Regions from separate parts of the Ovis aries genome. Here region 2 is linked to region 1. The links are chromatin contacts, called in public Hi-C maps. All regions are on one chromosome and are shown on one strand. The core of a region is the stretch at or near the end of the contact, and the rest is flanking DNA. Distances in the headings are between cores, read along the strand shown.

The links. A called contact is a pair of places that touch in the nucleus more often than the background predicts.
Region 2: a Hi-C map of tail adipose tissue shows a contact between it and region 1, with 4 times the contacts expected there. The contact joins the enhancer-like site here to the promoter of ST3GAL1 in region 1. A contact is called at or near these places in 7 of 16 Hi-C or Micro-C datasets (blood, liver, muscle and 2 more).

What each region holds. Positions count from the first base shown.
Region 1 is chr9:20,958,258-20,961,762 of ARS-UI_Ramb_v3.0, forward strand. ST3GAL1 (ST3 beta-galactoside alpha-2,3-sialyltransferase 1) reads left to right here and starts at 1,953. Exons shown (of 9, transcript XM_060419995.1): 1 at 1,953-2,170. LOC132660282 (a long non-coding RNA gene) reads right to left here and starts at 1,670. Exons shown (of 2, transcript XR_009601705.1): 1 at 1-1,670.
Region 2 is chr9:21,038,483-21,042,246 of ARS-UI_Ramb_v3.0, forward strand. It overlaps ST3GAL1 (ST3 beta-galactoside alpha-2,3-sialyltransferase 1), which reads left to right. Exons shown (of 9, transcript XM_060419995.1): 5 at 50-246; 6 at 1,221-1,400; 7 at 2,540-2,585. Among named protein-coding and RNA genes, the nearest start is that of ST3GAL1, 80 kb to the left of the region's middle. Within about 2 kb of position 2,004, at least 21 of the 54 cell types and tissues checked have an H3K27ac peak or open chromatin away from gene starts, as enhancers often do. A contact at or near this core is called in liver and tail adipose tissue, where this site is marked.

The sequences.
Region 1 (3,505 bases), core at 703-3,202:
AGGTTCACCTCCACCCCCGCCACACCCCACCCAGAACTGAACCAAAAGCCAATAGGTTCAAGCAAGAGGCCTCAGGTGATAAAATACCCCAAACTTTTCTTGCAAACCCTGGAGGCCAGGAAACATAGCCAGATGGCAGTGCCCTGGTGCAGTTTGGCAGGACTCCTTGAAGAACTCCTGCAGATTCGTATGTATGCTTTCTGTTTCGGATCCTCTACCTCCAGTGCCTCTCTTGCCCTTTGTACATCTTTATTCCTCTTTTCCTTCCCTTTCTAGCAGAGAATCTTCTCAGTTTCTCCCCTGCCCTGTTTAATCATTATCTTTTCTGCAGCTCAAAATCTCTCTCCTTTTCTCCTTCATGTCCCAGAAGGACTTGACCAATGCGAGCAACGCATTCCCTAGGCCAGCCCTTCCCCAGCTGTGGGCAGGGACCTGGGGCTGGAGAAGTCCACCACTGGCACAACACACTCTTACTGGGCACTTATTAATATGCTGTATAGAGTTTTTAGTATTGGGCATATATGCATTCCCTTAGTCATCACAGTGACTTTGTGGGACTGATCGCATTATGCCCATTTTCACAGATGGAGAAACTGAGGCACAGAGGTAGCAAGCTTAGGGATTCTGAAACTAGCCTAATTTCACACATCCAAGGAGTGGCACTGCAGATTGGAACCAAGAAGTCTGGTCCTACGGGCCCTACTCTGGAGCATCCACTACATCTCTTTCTGATGAAGAGCTAAGACTGTTCTTTCGCCTTCCATTGCAGAAGGCTGGCCTCTCCGACTGGGGCCAGGGGCACTGCAAGAATTGACTGACCCCTTAGGCCAAGCTGGGCCGTTTTCCTCGTAGCATTTCTCCAAAAAGTTGTGAAAGAGGAAAAGCCCCAATAAGGAGTTAAGAGCTGTAAAACTAGATTTTTTTTTTTTTTTTTTTTGTGGTAATGCCTCTTAAATCCTGTGTCCAGCACTTAGCCTGTAGGACTGGCATTCTGCTACAGAGCAAGACGCCAGCACCGCCCCACTTTCCTATAAAGGACGGAGAAGGCGATGGCACCCCACTCCAGTACTCTTGCCTGGAAAATCCCCGGGAGGAAGGGCCCAAATCCGCAAAGCTGACCCCGAAAGGGGGCCTGTCCTGGCAGTCGGGCTGGCGCGCCCTGCTCTGGATCACGTCGCAGCCCCGGCGGGTGGGAGGGAAGAAGCCGCAGCGGGCAGCAGGGCCAGGGCGGGAAGCCGGGCCGCGGTGGCCCCTCCGGGCTCTCATCTGGGCGCCCGCCCCGGGGCCTCACCAGCCGCCCAGCCCCGCTCCCTCCACCCCCGCTCTCAGTCCCCCCGCGACTCGCGCGCCCTTAGAGGAAGTAGGTGGCTTGGCCCCACCGCCGGCAGGGGGATCGGCCCCTTCCCGCTACCGCGCACCCACGCGGGCTCTTCGGAGCACCGCCGCCTCCTCCGCGGGTTTTAGCCCGCGGGCCACCCCCCCAGGCCGCGCCTCCCCAGCCTTGCCAGCCCGCCGGCGGCGGCCGTCCCCGCAGAGCCCCGCTCTGGGCGGCGATCCGTTCCCCGCGCCTCCAGCGTCTCCCCCGCCGGGCCTCCGCCGACCCGGCTGCAGTCCACGTGGCTCGGCGCTCTCGGTTCGGCTCGCCGGCAGCCCGGAGCCCGGGGAAAGCTGAGCCGAGGCCGGGTGGGAGGTGGGGCGGCCGCCGGGGGAGCGCGGGGCCGCGAGGGGCGGGCTCTGGGCGGAGGAAGGGGAGGGCGGCGCGCGCAAGAGGCACCCGCTCGGCTCCGGCGCGCCCCGGCTCCCGGCTCCCGGCCCCGGCCCCTCCCCGGCCGGCCCGCCTGCCTCCCCCTCCCATTCCACCCGGGGGAAGGTGTTCCCGAGACCGCCCCCCTGCTCAGCCCGCCTCCCCGCTCCCCCGGCTCCAGCCTCCGCCGGCGGAGCTCCACTATGCCAGACAGTTTCGACACTTTGCAAAGACAAAGACCAGAGCGAGGAGGACGAGGAGGACCGGGAGGAAGAGCAGGCGGAGAGAGAGCAGGCAGGGGCGATGTGAGCAGGGAACGGGCCGGGTGTTCGGGACACCCCCGTTTTTATTCTCCTCCGGATCTCCTCGTCCCGTACCCACCCCTAGCCCCAGAGCCCCGGAAACTTCCGCGTGTCTCCGGCCGCGGTGAGTGAGCGCGCGGAGCCGAGGGTGCGCGGGGGGCTCCATCCACCCGAGTTGGGGCTCGGGCAGTCTCGTGTGTGTTCTCCGAGTGGAGGGGGTGATGGTCCGGACCCGGGGACAGAGGCGATGGGGAAGGATCTGGGAGTGTGTGACAGGGGCGTGGAAGTGGACTGAGGACCCCGGCGCCGGGAGGGAGGAGGGCACACGCAGGGAGCCCCCCTCCTTAGCAGCGGCGTCGTCGGGGTCTTTGGGAGAGCAAGGAGGTCGGAGCGGAGGGTCGGGCTCAAGGGTATACAGCCGTTTCAAAAAGAGCTGCTGGGAGCTCTAGGGAGCCTACGCCGGGTCTGGGGCAGCGGTCCCCGGGGTGGCCCCAGTGACATTGCACTCGGCGCGCGGAGCTGGCATCCCGCCGATTGGGGCCGCCAAAAGCGAAATGCCCCGCGGGGTCGCCTGTGGGCTAAGACCCCACGAGGAGACGGGGCCGTGCGACCCTTTAGAGCGGAATCCGGGGTGCGGGGGCGCGCGGAGGCAGCCCAGTGATCCCAGTCGAGCGTCCAAATCCGCTGCGAGCAGGCGCGGATCCGGGAGGTGGCCTTCGCCCCCGGGGACACCGCAGGCCCGCGTTGCTCCGGATACGGTGGAGAGGTTGGCAACCGGGGCAGGCCAGCTGGACGTGGCGTGTTGAACAGGGAGGGACTGAGGTGGGCGAAGGGGAGCTTGACGGGGGTGGTGCCCGCGGCAACTCGAAACGGAGTCTGCCCGGGATCCCGTTAGGCGCCACAGCTGCCGCGAAATAATCTGACGAAAGTTAGCAACTTGTCTGCGTCTGGGGTGTGTGACCTGCGCGGGGCAGGAGCAGCTCCGCCGGGGGGCGCGGGAGCGGGCAGCAGTGCCATTGGGGCAGAGTGCCCAGATGGGGGCACAGCCTTGTTCGAAATCGGGACGGTGGCGCAACTTTGAGCTCCTTCTTTCACTAAGCGAGAGTGTGTTTGAGCTTGACCTTGCGGGAGGCAGCGCGGCTGAACTTGAGATGGGTACTGAGGCTGCTCCCTAGCGGGGCGCAGTTATGCCCCAGGGCGCCTACGCTCTATCCCGTGGCCTGGTCTCCCGGGAAGGGTGTTGGGATCTTTTGGGCTCTGCTTGTCCGCCAGAGACCCAAGTCCCACCTCCTTCGTACGCGAGGATCGCGGACAGAGCCTACAGAGCGTGGAGCTCGGTGGGGGCGCTGGACGAGGGGACGAGAGTCCGCTCGCAAGTGTGCGCGTGGCTGGGGGCTGGGCGGGTCACTGCGTCTCGCGGGCTCTGCGTGTCCCGCAGAGGGAGATAGCCTTGACCCTG
Region 2 (3,764 bases), core at 754-3,253, 80 kb after region 1:
GCTCGGAGTCCAGCCTGGCTGACTTGCGTCCCGCGTCCTCTGCCCACAGAAGCTCCAGCGGGAGAAGCAGCCTAATAACCTGAACGACACCATCAAGGAGCTGTTCCAGGTGGTGCCCGGGGACGTGGACCCCCTGCTGGAGAAGGGCTCCGTGGGCTGCCGGCGCTGCGCCGTCGTGGGCAACTCGGGCAACCTGAGGGAGTCCTGGTACGGGCCTCAGATAGACAGTCACGACTTTGTGCTCAGGTGAGTGCGGGCCCTCGCCCCCTGGCCCACCCCGCCGCCCCCACCTGGGCCCCTGGAGCTGCAGCAGGCGTCATGGCTCAGGGTCAGGAGGTCAGGACTCCAGTCGGGGAGTCCAGACTTCCCCAGGGCCTCAGTTTCCCCATGTGCATTGCAGGATGGGGATGAATCAGCAAGGCCTCTCTGAACCCAGAGAGAAGCACCCAGTGGGCAGGAACTCGGCCTGGAGCGGCCTGGCTGGAGGCCTAGACTAACGAGATTCTTGTTTCATCTTTGCAGTCCGTCCCTGCTTGGCCATCCAGGCCATAATGTAACCTATGCTTCTAATGCAAACATAGGTTTCCCTGTCTCCAAGTAAAATGAATGTTCCAGGAAGATGCCAACCTCTCTCCTGGGTTTCTCGTCACCCCAACACCAGGCGCCAGACCCGGGGCACCAGTGCCCAGCATGAGAAACTCAGGCAGCCATCCTCAGACCCCTTCTAGAACTGTCCCCCATGTCTGTGGACTCTGACTTTATGTCTTTAGACCACTCACCTGGCCTCGGGGAGCCTCAGTGTACTGGTGTCCAGTGGGAATGTCTGTGGTGAGGGGGAGAGAGTCAGATTTAGGGTTGACAGGCCCTGAGTTCAAGGCCGCCACTGGGTAGCTCTTATGTTCTGGGATAAATTCTTTATGCTCAGATTAGTTTGGCCATAAAATTAGGACCATAAAATACATATACCAGTTATCGTTAAAGGTCAATGAGGTACATCGCTGCACCGGGACAGAGTCAGCTGTTGGTGGTGGGGATGGTTAGGCTCACCTGAGATCATCCGTGAGAAAAAAGTAGCTAAAGCATCTGACCTATGCCCTCCCTGTGCCCATTCTACAGATGAGGAAGGTGAGACACAGCACAGCCTCTCTGAGCTAAAGCTGACCCTCTAAGTCACCTTTGATGGTGACATGATACCTGTCATCTCTCCCCTCTCCCCCCAGGATGAACAAGGCCCCCACTGCAGGGTTTGAGGCCGACGTCGGGAGGAAGACCACCCACCACCTCGTGTACCCGGAGAGCTTCAGGGAGCTGGCAGAGAACGTCAGCATGGTCCTGGTCCCCTTCAAGACTGTCGATCTGGAGTGGGTAATCAGTGCCACCACCACGGGCACCATCTCCCAGTAAGTCCCCTTGAGGCGTCTGCACGGCGGAGGGGGTCACTGCTCCTCCTTGCTGAGTGAGGGCCTCTGAGCCCCCTGCCGTGGTGGGGGCTCCACCCGCTACAGCCACACTCGTGCTGTCCTGCCTCCCGAGACAGGCTCTCCTAGACAGCAGAGCCCCGCTCCCAGGCTGCCTCCGGCTCTTCCCGTACCCCTCCTCCCATCACCCCGATGCCCCGAGCTCTGGCCTTCCTCCTGCTCATGACTCCCCAGCCACAACACAATAGACCTCTCGGGTTTGCTTCCCCAAAGTGAAAAGTGAAAGTGTTAGTTGCTCAGTCGTGTCCTACTCTCGGCGACCCCGTGGTCTGTAACCCGCCAGGCTCCTCTGTCCAGGGGATTCTCCAGGCAAGAAGACTGGAGTGGGTTGCCCTTGCTTCCCCAATCACCCTGCGAGTCCCCCAGGAGGTGGACCCTGCTGAGCTTTCTCATCTCTGTGCTGCTCCCCTATTATGACAGCACCCCCTCCCCCCGCCTCTCACACTGTCAAAGCGGCTGCTAGGCAGACTGGGTGAGGAGCATGTAGGCTCTGGTGTGAGTCACAGGTCCTGCCTGGACCATCGGCGAGTTAGTTCACATCTGATTTGTTCCGGCCGCTTGGCACGTGTCTCGCTGAGCTCACACTAGTCCTCATGACCTCTGTCCTCCAGGGAGACCTGGAGGCTTGGCCAGGCTCGCACTTGGTCCCATTCCTGCCTAAAAGAAAAGGGGCTTAGTGCCGAGATGGCTGAGAGCCTCCCTATCTGAGGCCTGGTTAGGAAACCCGAGGGATTCGGGGTGCAGGGCAGTGAGGGAAGCTGGCTTGGCCAGAGGAGGGGCTGTATCAGCTAGGGCTCAGCTTGGCCTCCGCAGAAGGGTCTCAAGTTAGCCACGATCGCCCTCTGGTGTCCATAATGGGCTACTGCAGGAGGTGGAGCCCCTTGGTGGAAGAGTGCTTCTCCCCGTGGCCCGCCCGCCTCTCCCCGTGGCCCCCCGCCTCTCCCGGTGGCCCGCCCGCCCCTCCCCGTGGTCCACCTGCATCTCCAGCCCTCTCCTCCCCAGCCGATGCCCAGGCAGCTGACCCTCTCCCCATGCTAAGCACCTGCCTTTTCCTCCTGCAGTACCTACGTTCCTGTCCCCGCCAAGATCAAAGTGAAAAAGAATAAGGTGAGTCAAAGCACAGGTGCCTTGCCCTCTAGCTCAGCCTCGCTTTCAAGGGTCCGCCTGATGACAGAGAGAGCCATCTCCCCACTCTGCCCGCATCTGGCTGCAGAGAGCCCCTGGGCCCCCAGGGTTGGCGGCAGTGGGTGGGCCCCCACTTAGAGAGCAGAGAGAGGAGCCCTGGAAAGTTTCCCTTAAACCTGGACCCTGGACCAGCCCTTGTCACCAGTGCAGATCCTTGGGCTGCCCCAGATCCGCTGAATCAGAAGCTCTGGGTTTTTACAAGCCCCCCAAGGATGCTGACGCTGTTTGAGAGCCACTGCCCTATGGTGTGAGCATCTCAAAGCCAGTCCTCACCTCCTGTCTCTGTATCGCTGTGTTCCCCAGTAGGCCCTGGTGTGGGGTTGGGTAAAATGTGGGCAAAGGGCAAAGGGATGGTGGAAGTGAAGTGTTGCGTGGAGATGAAGAGATAGGTTCAGAGAGGCCAGGCAACTTGCCCAGAGACACACAGCTTGTTCACTGATGCTGTGTGCCGATGTCCTCCCGGGGGTGGCTATGTGACGTTGAGCATGTTACTTATTGTCTCTGAGCCTCGATTTCCCCACCTGTGACACAGGAGAGGGACAGCTGGCATGTGAGGTCATTCTAGGGGCTGAAGGTCATTCAGGCCCATGCCAGGCCAGACAGGTGGCTTGGTGTCTTCCTGCAGGGTGCCAGCAGTGTCCTTGTCCCAGGCCCATGCTGCTCCCTTGGAACCTTCTCCTGCAGCCTCATGTCCTGCTCCTGGCCTCCTTGACTGTTGTTCAGATGCCGCCTTCTCACCCATTCCTTCCTCACCTTTCTCTGCTTTCTTTCTCTCTGTGGTCTCATCCTCTATTCCAGCATCCTCTGTGCATCCGTGATTTAGGTTCAGTTCAGCTCAGTCACTCAGTCGTGTGAGTGTGAGTCCTCTGCGACCCCCATGGACTGTAGCACTCCAGGCTTCCCTGTCCATCACCAACTCCCCAAGCTTGCTCAAACTCATGTCTATTGAGTTGGTGATGCCATCCAACCATCTCATCTTCCGTCATCCCCTTCTCCTCCTGCCTTCAGTCTTTCCCAGCATCCAGGTCTTTTCCAGTGAGTCAGTGCTTTGCATCAGGTGGCCAAAGTATTAGAGCTTCAGCTGATTTCCTCTAGGATGGA